2 separate regions of the Mus musculus genome follow, and region 1 is linked to region 2. The links are chromatin contacts, called in public HiChIP or PLAC-seq maps. All regions are on one chromosome and are shown on one strand. The core of a region is the stretch at or near the end of the contact, and the rest is flanking DNA. Distances in the headings are between cores, read along the strand shown. Region 1 holds the start of Ndufv2 (NADH:ubiquinone oxidoreductase core subunit V2). Region 2 overlaps Ankrd12 (ankyrin repeat domain 12).

What was found. HiChIP or PLAC-seq counts read pairs in DNA pulled down with a chosen protein or histone mark.
Region 1: an H3K4me3 HiChIP or PLAC-seq map of bone marrow-derived macrophages shows a contact between it and region 2, with 2.8 times the contacts expected there. The contact joins the promoter of Ndufv2 here to the enhancer-like site in region 2. A contact is called at or near these places in 7 of 39 promoter capture datasets (the C10 cell line, the HPC-7 cell line, liver and 3 more), 2 of 15 datasets of contacts at CTCF or cohesin (large pre-B cells and pro-B cells), 23 of 484 Hi-C or Micro-C datasets (B cells, the C3H10T1/2 cell line, DN3 thymocytes and 16 more), 12 of 115 datasets of contacts at active chromatin or transcription factors (the 230-238 cell line, the HPC-7 cell line, the SCID.adh cell line and 6 more) and 3 of 9 other capture datasets (adipose tissue, liver and pancreatic islet).

The regions. Positions count from the first base shown.
Region 1 is chr17:66,097,414-66,103,579 of GRCm38.p6, reverse strand. It overlaps Ndufv2 (NADH:ubiquinone oxidoreductase core subunit V2), which reads left to right and starts at 2,021. Exons shown (of 8, transcript NM_028388.3): 1 at 2,021-2,165. The coding sequence starts at 2,115.
Region 2 is chr17:66,046,430-66,053,059 of GRCm38.p6, reverse strand. Ankrd12 (ankyrin repeat domain 12) reads left to right here. Exons shown (of 13, transcript NM_001025572.1): 2 at 1-106; 3 at 3,127-3,274. The coding sequence starts at 20. Among named protein-coding and RNA genes, the nearest start is that of Ankrd12, 27 kb to the left of the region's middle. Within about 2 kb of position 4,394, at least 21 of the 459 cell types and tissues checked have an H3K27ac peak or open chromatin away from gene starts, as enhancers often do. A contact at or near this core is called in the HL-1 cell line, bone marrow-derived macrophages and neutrophils, where this site is marked.

The DNA.
Region 1 (6,166 bases), core at 772-3,271, 53 kb before region 2:
AATAATAAAAAAATAAAAATAAAAAAAGAAAGGTGGTGGCATGAGAGTCATGAGTTCGAGACTAGCTTTGAAAGATCCTGACAGAATGTAAAAGGTCACAGAAGCCCTGAAATTGGCAAAATAAATTTCAGTGTTAGTAGAAGTAGCTTCACTGATTTAGAAAAAATAGAGGTGCACAATGCTCTGGCCGCTCCTTGAACCCGTGTATCTGCCAATGTTCTGACCGTTCCTTGAACCCAGGTGTGTGCCCACTGCTGCACCTCACTGTTTGTGATATTGGTTGCTGGGATAGAGTCGGAAAATCTCCCCAGCAACCACAGCTGGGCCAATCCTGAGTTACTGTACCTTCATTAAACTCTTTCCTTGTTTCCCTCCCATACCCATTTCTTGAGAAATCAATCCTTTTACATTGTTTAGATCTGGAAATCCCCTACTCCCCCACTTCTCCTTTCCCCCCTGAGGGCCTATAAAAACTGGGACCCCCTTTTCCCTTGGGGTCGACTCCTCTACCCCTGCATGGGATATGAGTCGTCCCAAGAGCTCTGGCTTTCCCAGAATAAAGCCTCATGTGGTTTACATCAAGCTTGGTCTCTTGTGAGTTCTTGGGGATCCGCTATTATCCCAAGACTTGAGTGAGGGTCTTTTAGCTTCACCTATAGCGAGTTTGGGACCAGGTTGGGCAACATGAGACTCTGAAAAGGCCAAAGTATTACAGCTGCTAATGATGGTGACAATATGTTTGGGTGCACACAATAAAACAAATCAGTAATGGGACCCGGATTATTTTTTCTTTTTCAGTATCTTTTCATTCCCTCAGAGAAGTACTGAAGCAAATTTATTAGTGGTAAACTAATACTGGAGATAATGCAATAGGAACTAAAGAATTTAGTATCATTGGTTAGAAACACTATTTCTTGAGTCGAATAATAATTTTTTTTTTTTTTTTTTTTGGTTTTTCGGGACAGGGTTCCTCTGTGTAGCCCTGGCTGTCCTGGAACTCACTCTGTAGACCAGGCTGGCCTCGAACTCAGAAATCTGCCTGCCTCTGCCTCCAGAGTGCTGGGATTAAAGGCGTGCACCACCACGCCCGGCTGAGTCTAATAATTTGTAGAATATGATTCACACAGGTTGCAATGGATTATCTTGGGTGGTTTTTTTTGTTGTTTTTTGTTTTTTTAAAAAAACAAACTCATGACGAATAACCTTTCAGAATCTTCATTCTGTTGTCAAAATTACGGAAACTATTCACAACTTTATTATAGCAAAAAGAAAGGGGTGGATAGAGAAGACACACACAAAACGACAGTCAGAAGAAGAGTCAAGAATAAGTTAAAAGCCCAAGGTGGCAGTATGCGCCTGTCTGAAGGTTGAGGATCACTCAAAACCTGTGTAAAATACCGACAGCTGGAAACAGCACGATGCGTACTAAAGCTGCTAGGAGTTTCCTGAGATCAAACAAAAATCAAGAAGACAGTAGGTTCCTCCCTCCACCAGTTTTATCATGGAAAATGTCTAGAGCATACACAAGCACAAAGAATATTTGTTCGTCTACCGCGCAGCATCAACAGTCATCATTTCTACCTCCCACTCACTGGCATCCCGAAGTCAATTCCAGTTTAGCCTGTCGTTTTACAGACTCTAACGCAAAGGCTTGGGAGCCAAGGCACTTGCTGTCCAAGTCCACTAGGTGGCAGCCCTTTAAATACGATCGTATGTAAGAAAAGACTCAACCAAACGAATTTTGAAAGAAATAACTGCAATACCAGAGGAGGTGTTTGACAGAACAAACACAAGATCCCCCAGAAGGTACGCCTCGTCCTCAACAAACACAAGAGCCTCGAGAAGGCGAGCCTCGTCCTCAGGGCGGGGACTCAGCTGGCCCAACCGGGCCGGCCTTTTAGGGACTGGGCTGTTTCGGGCCCGCCCACCGGTCCCAGCAGCCCTCGCGCGCCGCTGCGTCAGGAACGGCGTACCGTTCGGGACGCCCAGGCCAGGGCTCGTGAGCGCGCGCGCGCCGTGCGTCCTGGGCGCGGGGCCGCGCGCGCCGGGCCTCCGGGCTCGTTCGTTCCCAGTCAGCCTAGAGCGGCCGGGGTCGGAGCATCGCGTACCCCGCCATGTTCTCCTTGGCGCTGCGGGCCAGGGCGACCGGCCTCGCTGCTCAGTGGGTAAGAGGCTCGGGGTGAACCCCGGGCACTGTCGCCACAGTCTCCCGCTCTTCGTGCCTCCCTTAGCTTTTAGTCCTCGGAGACCCCTAGGCGCTGGACAGGTCAGCTGGCGGCGGCGGGGACGCCGCGGCCTTCGTCCTCAGTGCCTCCGGGATGCTCCGCAGCTGCGGTGGCGGCGGGTGGCGGGCCGCCCGCACCGGGCCGGGGAAAGTCACCCCTAACTTAGTCAAGGTCAGGAAGGCGATTGTCATTTATCCTGGTGCGGAAGCTAGTGGGGGGCCCTGGCGGCCCGCTGCTTCCAGGATCCTAGCAGCGAAGCTTTGGGCTGCTTGTCTGTCAGGCATAGCGGCTGCGCTGCATCGGATTTAAAAGCATGCTGGAGAAAACGCTGATAGGCTTGGTAAAGGCTTGCCGAGTTCCTTCAGGACTAGATAAAGGTGACCAGCGTTTCATTTACTGAAGTTGTTCATTCATTTTAGGAAATGCTCGGCAGAGAATCGTAGGAATTAACCGTGAGAGAATAGTAGTAGCACGAGTAACCGCACTGACCAAAGAGTCGTAGTTCTATGGCCATTTGAGTGTCAGGTGCATCTCAGATAGGCCAAGGAATTGAACTGAAGTTGAAACACTGAAGCGAAGCTAAAATGCAGATTCCAGGGCCTGCGAGGTAGCTCAGGGTGGAAAGGTGCTGGCCTCCAGGTGTGAGGACTAGTTGTGGTCTGACCTTCACAAGCTGAGCTTGTGTCCGGAGAGTGCATGGGCACACAGAAAGTAATGGCTATTGAAATTAACTACATGGCAACTACAGGGAAGAAAGAAGCCTTATTTGTTTGGTTGGATTTTATTTTCCTAACAGTAAAACAAAAACTAAGTTCTCAACAAAAGACTATATATATATATATATATATATATATAGTGTGTGTGTGTGTGTAAACAAACCATTTGGGGCTTTAGACTTAGGCATCCCAGGTGACCTTTTGTAGTTATGTGACATGACCTAGAGAATTAGTCTTTGTTTCTTTAGCTGTGAAATGGGAATGTTGAGTCTGTCCCTAGTTATTTGAAGCCTTAATGTACTTCTAGGTCCAGGTAACAGTGTGAATTGGATTATAGTACTTTTTTTTTTTCCTTTTGAAATTAGATCTCACCATGCAGCCCTGGCTGGCCTGGAGCCTGCTAAGTGTGGCATGTAGGCCTTGAATGTTTGCTGGTCTTCTTGCCTTGACTCTTGAGTGCTGAGATTACAGGTGTGAGCTTCCATGCCCTGCTGGAGTAGAGTAATGATGGGTGATGTTTGATGGCCCCTTGCTGTGTATTTGATAGGTGAATTTATATCTTATTTTAGAGGGTGGTGCAGTGTTTTCATCACTACAAATTAGAAACAGAATTCCCAATTTTTGTGGGGAACATGTAAGAACACTAATAAGGTTCATACGTGTATGGTTGGTCACATCTGATATCCTAGCATTTAGGAGTTAGAGCCAGGAAAATCAGAATGTTTGCTATCATTAACTATATAGTGAGTTTGAGGTTAGTCTGGCCTATATAAATTCCTGTTTGTAAAATATCCCCAACTCAAATCCCAGCCTCCTACAACAAACAAAGAGGTGTCCCTGGTAGTGTAGACTAGTAAAGAGTCAGTGAAAGGTTTTATATACAGTAAGGGTTCTGCTCTGAGTAGATGACTGGTGTAGGAGTGGAGGTGGACTAGGTCTGATTGGAGTCAGAAACTGGAAGGTTACATAGGTAAGAGAGGCTCTGAGAATCATTCAGTTGAGGAGGAGACTAAGAAGTAGGGGCAAAAAAGCTCCCATAGACATCTTCTGTTTCTTTTGTTTTTGAGGCAAAGGGTAACAAGAGGTGTAGTTGAAAAGCAGGGTTTTGTTTTGTGGGTGGTGTTTTGAGACAGAGTTTATGTAGTTTATGTAGCCTTGACTGGCCTTCCAGGAAGACTAGCCTGGCCATAAACTCAGGGATCCACCTGCACTCCCAGGCCTCTGCTTTCAGTTTTGAAATGTTTTTCCCCTATGATAGTGGGTTTTGTGCTGTCACCCCAACATGCTCTCCACAATGAATAATTTTGAATTGTATCCTGGACTTTGTAAATGCATAATAACTTACACTAATAACATTACATAACATAATAATAACATAATTAACACTACACTCTAACTTATTTCTTTAAAGAATGACCACCCCCATTGTCATGAGTGGTAGACCAATATTGGTTCTAATTTAGCAAGGCTGCTTAGACTCTGTCACTACACAGGGGTTAGCCAGAGATCTGAGTAGTTTCTGTACCCATTTCGATACTTCCTTTCCTGGGATTCCCACTTGCCCATGCCAGAGATTATCCACCTCCTTGGCTAAGTCAAGCCATTTAAGACTGCGTTTTAATTTTTTTATGTTTATTTTGGTTTCTTTGTTTGTATAACAGGGTCTTAACTGTATAGCCCAGGCTGGCTTTAAACTCTGGCAGTCCTCTTAGCATACCTCCTAAGTGGTGGTGTTGCAGGTGTGAGCCACTGTGCCTGGCTTACAGGAAAGACTTCTGGTGTGCTTGTTTGAGGCAGGGCTTCTCTGTGCAGTCCTAGTTGCAGGCCTGTTAGACACTGGAGAAACTCAAAACCTAGCTTTGTAAAGTCCCAGCTTTGTAAAACCCAAAGCAACCTCACCTTCAGAACAGGCGTGCCGGCTCTCGCCTTTAATCCCAAGGCAGGGGGGTCTCGGTGAGCCTGAGGCCAGCCTAGTCTGTATAGCAGGTTCTAGGACACCAAGGGCTACTTAGTGACCTTTCTCAAAACAAGAACAACAACAAAACAAATAAAACACAACAACCCCCCCCAAAAAACCAAGAAATTTTATCTTAGTGTGTGTGACCTTAAAATCCTAAATCTCAAAACATTTTACAGATTTTTCTTAACTTATGCTGGGTTTATATGCACTCCTACTTTGAAAGTCAAAGATTTAATAATAAATGAAACAGTATAGCTTGCCAACATTATATTCTATAAAGTAGTTTCACCCTTTTTTGTTTTTGTTTTTTTTTAAGATTTATTTATTTGGGGCCGGAGAGATGGCTCAGCAGTTAAGCACACTGAATGCTCTTCCAGAGGTCCTGAGTTCAAATCCCAGCAACCACATGGTGCCTAGCAACCATCTGTAATGGGATCTGATGCCCTCTTGTGGATCTGAAGATAGCTATAGTGTACTCATATACATAAGATAAATAAGTCATTTTTAAAAAGATTTATTTATTTATTTTATGTATATGAGTACACTGTAGCTGTACTGATGGTTGTGAGCCATCATGTGGTTGCTGGGAATTGAACTCAGGACCTTCGGAAGAGCACTCAGTGCTCTTACCCACTGAGCCATCTCACCAAGCTACTCTTTTATTCTTTTTTCTGTGTGTATGTGTGTGTGTGTACATATGGACAGAGTGTGTGTGTATGTAAGTATTCCTTTTTAAAGCTGCCCAGGAAAATCGTTGTATATGATGAACAACTAAGTTGAACAAGTGCTATAATTATGGAAGCATGGCTGGTTCCTTTCTCTAGTGCTGTCCAGGCTAAGAGGAGGGAGTTACGTGATCACGATGGGTAAGTGGGAGGCATAAAGTGCTGTAAGTTGAAGAAGCTGCATGCACAGGAGTGAGATGCATGGCAGGCTGGAAGGAAATAAGAGGGTGGAAGCTGGGACTGAAAGGGGCAAAAGGCCTTTTCTATGACGTAAGAGGATTTAGATTTTGTCCAGTAAGACGTGAACAGTTTCGGCAGATTTGTAGCATGCTCAGGTTGAGTCCAGAGCTACCACCTTCAGTCCTCTGCTCATTAGAATTTTTGTGAGCATCTATAGAGATGTGGAAAAGCATAAGACTGTCATGGAACCATATTATTAGTAGTAACCTGGGGTAGAGGAAGAACTGGGATAGAAGCAGGGCTGGGGAATGCAATAGCAAGAATAACAAAAATTACTCAGTAGAATGTCTAAAACCTAGT
Region 2 (6,630 bases), core at 3,145-5,644:
CTAGCTGAACAGCTATAAAATGCCCAAATCTGGGTTCACAAAACCAGTTCAGAGTGAAAATTCTGACAGTGACAGCAGTATGGTGGAGAGGCCATATGGAAGAAAGGTACTTCACACAAAAGACTCCTAACATCGTAAAAGTGTAACATAGATGTCAGATGTGTGTGTAAATGCACATGTGAGTGCAGGTGCCCTCAGAGTCTAGGAACAGCAATCCTAGGTCTTCTAGAGCTGAAGGCACAGGCAGTTACAAGCCAAATCCAGATCTTCTCCAGAGTAAGTAGTGCCTGCTTTTAACAGCTAAGTAGAGGGTTTCTAATAATGGACTCTGACTACCTTTGTATTGTCTGGGTAAATTATATTTTGTTAATTTGTTTTAAAAAACTTGAATTTTTTATTCATGTGAATGTATGCATGTTTGTGTATGTGTGGAAGTGTCCTTAGAGGCCAGAAGGGGTGTTAGATAGCCTGGAGCTGGAATTACAGGCAGTTACCAGCTGTCACGTGTGAATTTAAAGTGTAGAGTACGGTGCTCTGGAAGAACTGTAGTCATGCTTGTAACTGCTGAGCTGTGTGCCTCTCCAGCTCCAGAATGCTTTGTTTTGTTTTGTTTTTCAAGACAGGGTTTCTCTGTGCAGCCCTGTCTGTCCTAGAACTGGCTCTGTAGATCAGAGCCTAGAACTCTGAGATCTGCCTACCTCTCCCTCCCAAGGGCTAGAATCAAAAGCAAACACCACCATGCCCAGCCAGAAGGATTTTTTTTTTTAAGATTTATTTATTTTATGTATGTGAGTACACTTCAGACACACCAGAAGAGGGCATCGGATCCCATTACAGATGGTTGTGAGCTACCATGTGGTTGCTGGGAATTGAACTCAGGATCCCTGGAAGAGCAGTCAGTGCTCTTAACCACTGAACCATCTCTCCAGTCTGCAGTCAATGCACTTAACTGCTGAGCCATCTCTTTAGCTCCCCCACCCCCCCAGAATGTTATTTTCTGATGATATTAAATTTGATTTGAAAAATTTAAGATGTTTATATTTTCTCCATCTACAATTTGCTGTCTTGGGCTTTTTAAATATCAGATTTATTTTAGACCTGTAAAATGGGTTGGATAGATCTTCGTTTTATTTTTATGTTGTTATATTGTTTGTATAGAACAGGAAATAACTGTTCCTTGAATTTTCTTGTGAAGATATCATGTGACAGGAGCCATATTTTCTTTTGTTGTTGTTGTTTTAGAACATTTCTCTGTGTGCATGTTTGTCACTGTGTGTAGAGGTCAGAGGACAACTTGTGGATCATTTCTCTCTACCACATGTGCTCCATTGTCACATGTGGGTCATCAGCCTCAGTGACAACACAGTCACCTGCTGAGACAAATCCTGACTATATATTACTGTCTGTGTGGTCAAGGTAGATGCAGGCTTTCTCTCTGCCTCATTCTGCTTTGTTGTTGCATTGTTGTGAGACAGGCTCTCTGTGTTGTGTGTAGCACTGGCTGTCTTAGAGCACTGTGGACCAGGCCAGCCCTGAACTCTGATGTCCAGGCCACCTGCCTCTGCCTCCCAAGTGGGATTAGAGGTGTGTGCCACTATACTCAGCTTCATTGCCCAGTTTTTAGTGCTGTGTGTTTCTAGGAAAATTGTACATTATTCTAGGCTTTAAAGTTTTTGATTAGAAATAATAGTCTTTTTTTTTTAATATTTAAGCTCAGTTCCAGTGATTATTGCTTTTTTTTCTCTCTGACTCTCTGGTTCCTCTCCCCCTTTTCCCTTCCCTTTATCTCCCCTCCCCCTCTCTCCTTTATGTGTTTATTCATTGTCATATGTCTAGTTATATTTAGATAGATGATTTTGTTATATTCAAGATATTATAGTATTATTTAAGTTTTTCTGTTATTGAGCAAAAGAGGAAGCATGTGTGATAGTTTGGAAAAAGATGTTACAATTAGGCCAGATGTGGTAACTAACACCTGTCATCAAAGTACTTGGGAGGCTGCAGTAAAAGGTAGACTGTGAGTTTGGGGCCAGCCTAGGCTACATAGTGAAGCCTTGCCTTAAAAAAAAAAAAAACAACAACAAACAACAACAGAGGGCTGAGGGATATCTTAGTCAGGATTTCTATTTCTGTGATGAAACATCTTGACAAAAACAGCCCAGGGAGGAAAAGGGTGTCTTTCACTCACAGGTCTATATTACAGTTTACCATCAATATCTCACAGGGCAAGAACTCAAGCCAAAGGCAGGAACTGATGCAGAGGCCATGGAGGGATGCTGCTTACTGGCTTGCTCCTTGTGACTCTAAAGAAGCATGCTCAACTTGCTTTTTTACAGAACTCAGTACCACCAGATTTCACCACCCATGATGGGCTGGACATTCCCACATCAATCATTAACTAAGAAAATGTCCAGGCTGAAGAGACGGCTCAGCAGTTAAGAGCACTTACTGTTCTTCCAAAAGTCCTGAGTTCAATTCCCAGCAACCACATGGTAGCTCATAACCATCTGATACCCTCTTCAGGTGTGTCTGAAGAGAGCGACAGTGTACTCACATAAATAAAGTAAATAAATATTAAAAAGGAAAGAAAGAAAAAGAAAGAAAGAAAATGTCCTACAGCCAAGTCTTACAGAGGTTGAAGTTCTCTCCTTTTAGATGACTTTATCTTATGTTAAGTTGACACAAAGCTAGCCATCACAAACGACATTTAATTGTTGAAGGCTCTGTATTTAACGCATTAAATACATTAATGGATTGTAATGTACTTTTATATTTTAAAATTCCTTAACAGGGTTTTTAAAATGTCTAAATTTTAAAACAATGTATAGGTGTTTTGTCTTCCTGCGTATACATGAATATACCTTCATAAATGTACACATGCAGGCACCACTGTGTGCAGTGCCCAAGTACATCAGAAGAGGACATTGGGAGGATCCTAGAAACAACATAACTCACAGTTCTGAGGTATTGTGTGGATGCTGGGAACTGAACCCAGGTGCTCTGCAAGAGGAGCAACTACTCTTGATTTCTAAACCATTGCTCTATTCCAAATAATAAAGAGATTTAAGATACTATACTGTTTAGCTAATATTGATACTACTTTGTTTGTTTGGTTTTTTTTATTAGAGTAAAGACAAGATTGCATCTTACAGCAAAACTTCAAAAATTGACCGAGGTGATATGGGCAAGGAAATGAGAGAGAAACCATCCATGAAACGAAAGCTGCCTTTTACAGTCAGCCCATCGAGAAATGAGGAGCGCGACTCAGACACAGGTAGAAGAACTTATCTTCTGATAAACTAGCCACATTCATAATGGTGATTTCTTTTTGGTTTTCTGTCTACCCCTCTTTTGGATATTTGGTTCATAGAGAACTACTGTTCAGTTTTATCCTGGTGGCAGAAGTGCATCTGTTTATTATCCAAACTGTGGCTTGTAATATGAGACTAAAAGTTAAAAAAATAAAACAGAACAATTTTCTTATTCTGGATATTTATTAAAAATCTCTTAGTGTATTTAGAACTTAGTTTTGGGGTTCATTTCAGTAATGAAAATTGCTTAGTAAAACAAGCATTAAAAAAAGATTTTACTTTTTTGTTACCCTTTGGTCACAGCAAAGAAGTTTAGACATTTTTGATTGACTGATGACATCAAAATATGTAGCATTCTCCCAAATGAGTCTAATGGCTTACTTCATAGTTCTTTTATTCTCAAAACTCTAGCATATCAGGGACTACCAGATGTGTGTCAGGGTGCTAATCACCAAGCCTGTGTCCTAGGTTCTGTCACTGGGACCTACATGGTGGAAGGCGAGAACTGACGCTTCAAATGTAGTCCTTTGACTTCCACATATGTGCCATGGGTGTAGCGGGGAGGTCTGAGTCAGTGTTGTGCTCTGGGGAAGGGAACACCATGACCATAGCAGCTCTTATAAAAGAAAGCGTTTAATTGGGGCTGGCAGACATGGTACTAGAGAAGTAGCTGAGAGTTCTGCATCTAGATTCTCGAGCATCAGGAAGAGAGAGTTTGTAATGGGCTTTTGAAACCCTCTAGAACCCACCCCTAATGACTCACTTCCTCCAATAAGGAGTCACCTCCTAATTCTTTCAAACAGTGCTACTCCCTGTTCAAATTTATAAGCCTCTGGGGCCATTCTCACTCAAACCACTGCAGTGAGCATGGGCACTTTTGGCAGCGTACATGTTTGTGTGTGTGTGTGTGTGTGTGTGTACCAACATGCACATGTGTACAAGTGCTTGTGCAGGCCAGAGGTCACCGTTAGGTGTCTTCTTCAGTTATTTCCTACTTGAGTTTTCTTTTAAGCTTGAGGGCAGTTGTATTAAATTGCTGTGATCTCAGCAGATGTTGGGAGGAAGGGAGCAGAGGAGTGAGAGGGAGGAAAGTCAGCCTGGAGGTCAGACAAAGGGTAGACAAGCAGCCACATAGTGGAGGGCTTCATAAACAGTAAGAAGTCCAGAGTACCAGAAAAGTACATTTACTCTACCAGCATCTGAAAGAAGAGACAGGGAAAGAAGCAAAGGTTGTACCTTTCTAAGTGTCCACGCAGCTGGACATCCAGGCCTGTCTTCAGCGCCTGAAGGTGCGCCTGCTTTCCTGCACTGCTCCTGACCGCCTGTGGGGTGGTCCCTTAGTCAGCACAAATGTCTGCCTGGGTACCTGGCAGGAAGTGTTTCTCTACTGCACTTTAACTGCTCGTGGTTCCCCTTTGCAGAGACAGCCATGGAATCATTTAAGGATCTGACTCAAAGATCAGAGTCCCCAAACTCAGTAATTCCTGCTTTTGGTAAGGAGGTCCTCTAGACAAGTGCTCCTCACTGCTGAGCCCTCTCTCCAGTCCTGGCCAAGGGTTTCCTTATTTAATACAACCAGAAGACCAGGCAGTCAGTCCAGAGTTGATACAGCTCAGTTATGTGAGATGGAACTAGGTTCTTTTTTATCTGTCTTTTCTGCCTCCCTTAGCTCATGCATGAACTTTGTTCTAAAGGGGGAGGGGGTGGAGAGACTTGTACCTTACTAACATTTATTAGTGTACTGAACTTGCAAAAGAATATTAAAAGCCAAAAGCTTCATTGGGAAAATTCCTAACATAACTGGTAACATAGATATTGGGCAGATAACTTTTATAGTAATTATCACTATTTATAAAGTATAATCAACTGATGAAAATTTTTACCTTTAATAGTTATTAAAAATTCATTTATTTATTTTGAGACAGTCTTACGATAAAGTTCTGGCCAGCCTGGAATTCTGTCGTGTAGATTAGGCTGACCTGGAACTCACAGTGATCTATTTTGCCTCTTCCTCCTGGTTGTTGAAATTAAAGGCATAAGCCACCATGCCTGGCAGTATTAAACATTTCTAATAAATCAACTTCATTCATCCATTATCAGTCATGCAATTACACAACTTAGTTTAGTCCCATGGCATCCAGGGAAAGTTGTAGCATCTTTGTCAAAGTATTGATCAACTGCCTGGAGACTCCTTGTAAGAGTCTGTCTCTTGACATCTAAACAACACATTCAGTAGTTTAATTATGAGTAGATTTTGCAGACTCTGCTTTGTTATGTCCTGAATCACTTCTTCATTAAAAGAGAGGGGCACTTGTGATTCTTCGTGTTCCTTCTCTGAGATAATCACACCCAGCTAAGAAGCCTTCAGAAGCTCACATACTCTTAAAGTAAAACATTTGAAAGGATGTGGGGTTCTTGTTTTCCCTTCCCCTCCCCTTCTTCTTTTTTTTCTTTCCCTTTTTTTTTCCTTCCCTTTTTCTTTTTTGAGACAAGGTTTCTCTTTGTAGCTCAGGCTGTCCTGGAACTTTGAGGCTGGCCTCAAACTTTCAGAGATCCACTTGGCCTCCAAAGTGCTGGGGTTGCTGAGATTAAAGGTATAGACCATCAATTCTTGGCATTGTATGTTTTGTTTTTTTGTTAAACCTACGATAGTCTTAGTATTCTATAGAAATAGACTTTTGATCATCTCAGTTTGCATGTTTAAGTAGTTAGAAATACACCCCTTTAAAAATGTTCCTCTCCTCTAAGTAAACAGACTTTCTTTGCCACTGTAGTGGCTCTCTTGGCATTTAAGGCAGTGTGATTCAAGAAAATCTGAACAGGCACAGGATGGTCCCACAGTCATGGTGGTAGTTGTAGACTATGATAAGTTTTGTAAAAGAAGCACCTTTCACTAGGCAGTGGTGGCCACGCCTTGAATCCCAGCACTCGGGAGGCAGAGGCAGGCGGATTTCAGAGTTGGAGGCCAGCCTGGTCTACAGAGTGAGTCCAGGACAGCCAGGACTACACAGAGAAACCCTGTCTCGGAAAAAGAAAAAAGAAGCAGCAGGAGCAGCAGCAGCAGCAGCAGAAGCTGTCAGGCATCCTTAGAAACTCAGCTTTCCTGAGGCTGTGCATGGTGCTAAAGGACTTAGGTTAATGTGGCTCAAACATGGAAAGAATAACATGTCTTACAAGATAGGTAAACTCTGTGTGTGTGTGTGTGTGTGTGTGTGTGTGTGTGTGTGTGTGTGTGTGTAAGTACATATATGACATGAAAGCAGAGGGTAACTATTTTGGGCAAAGAAAGTATCTAAATGGAGGAGACCATAATGGGGTG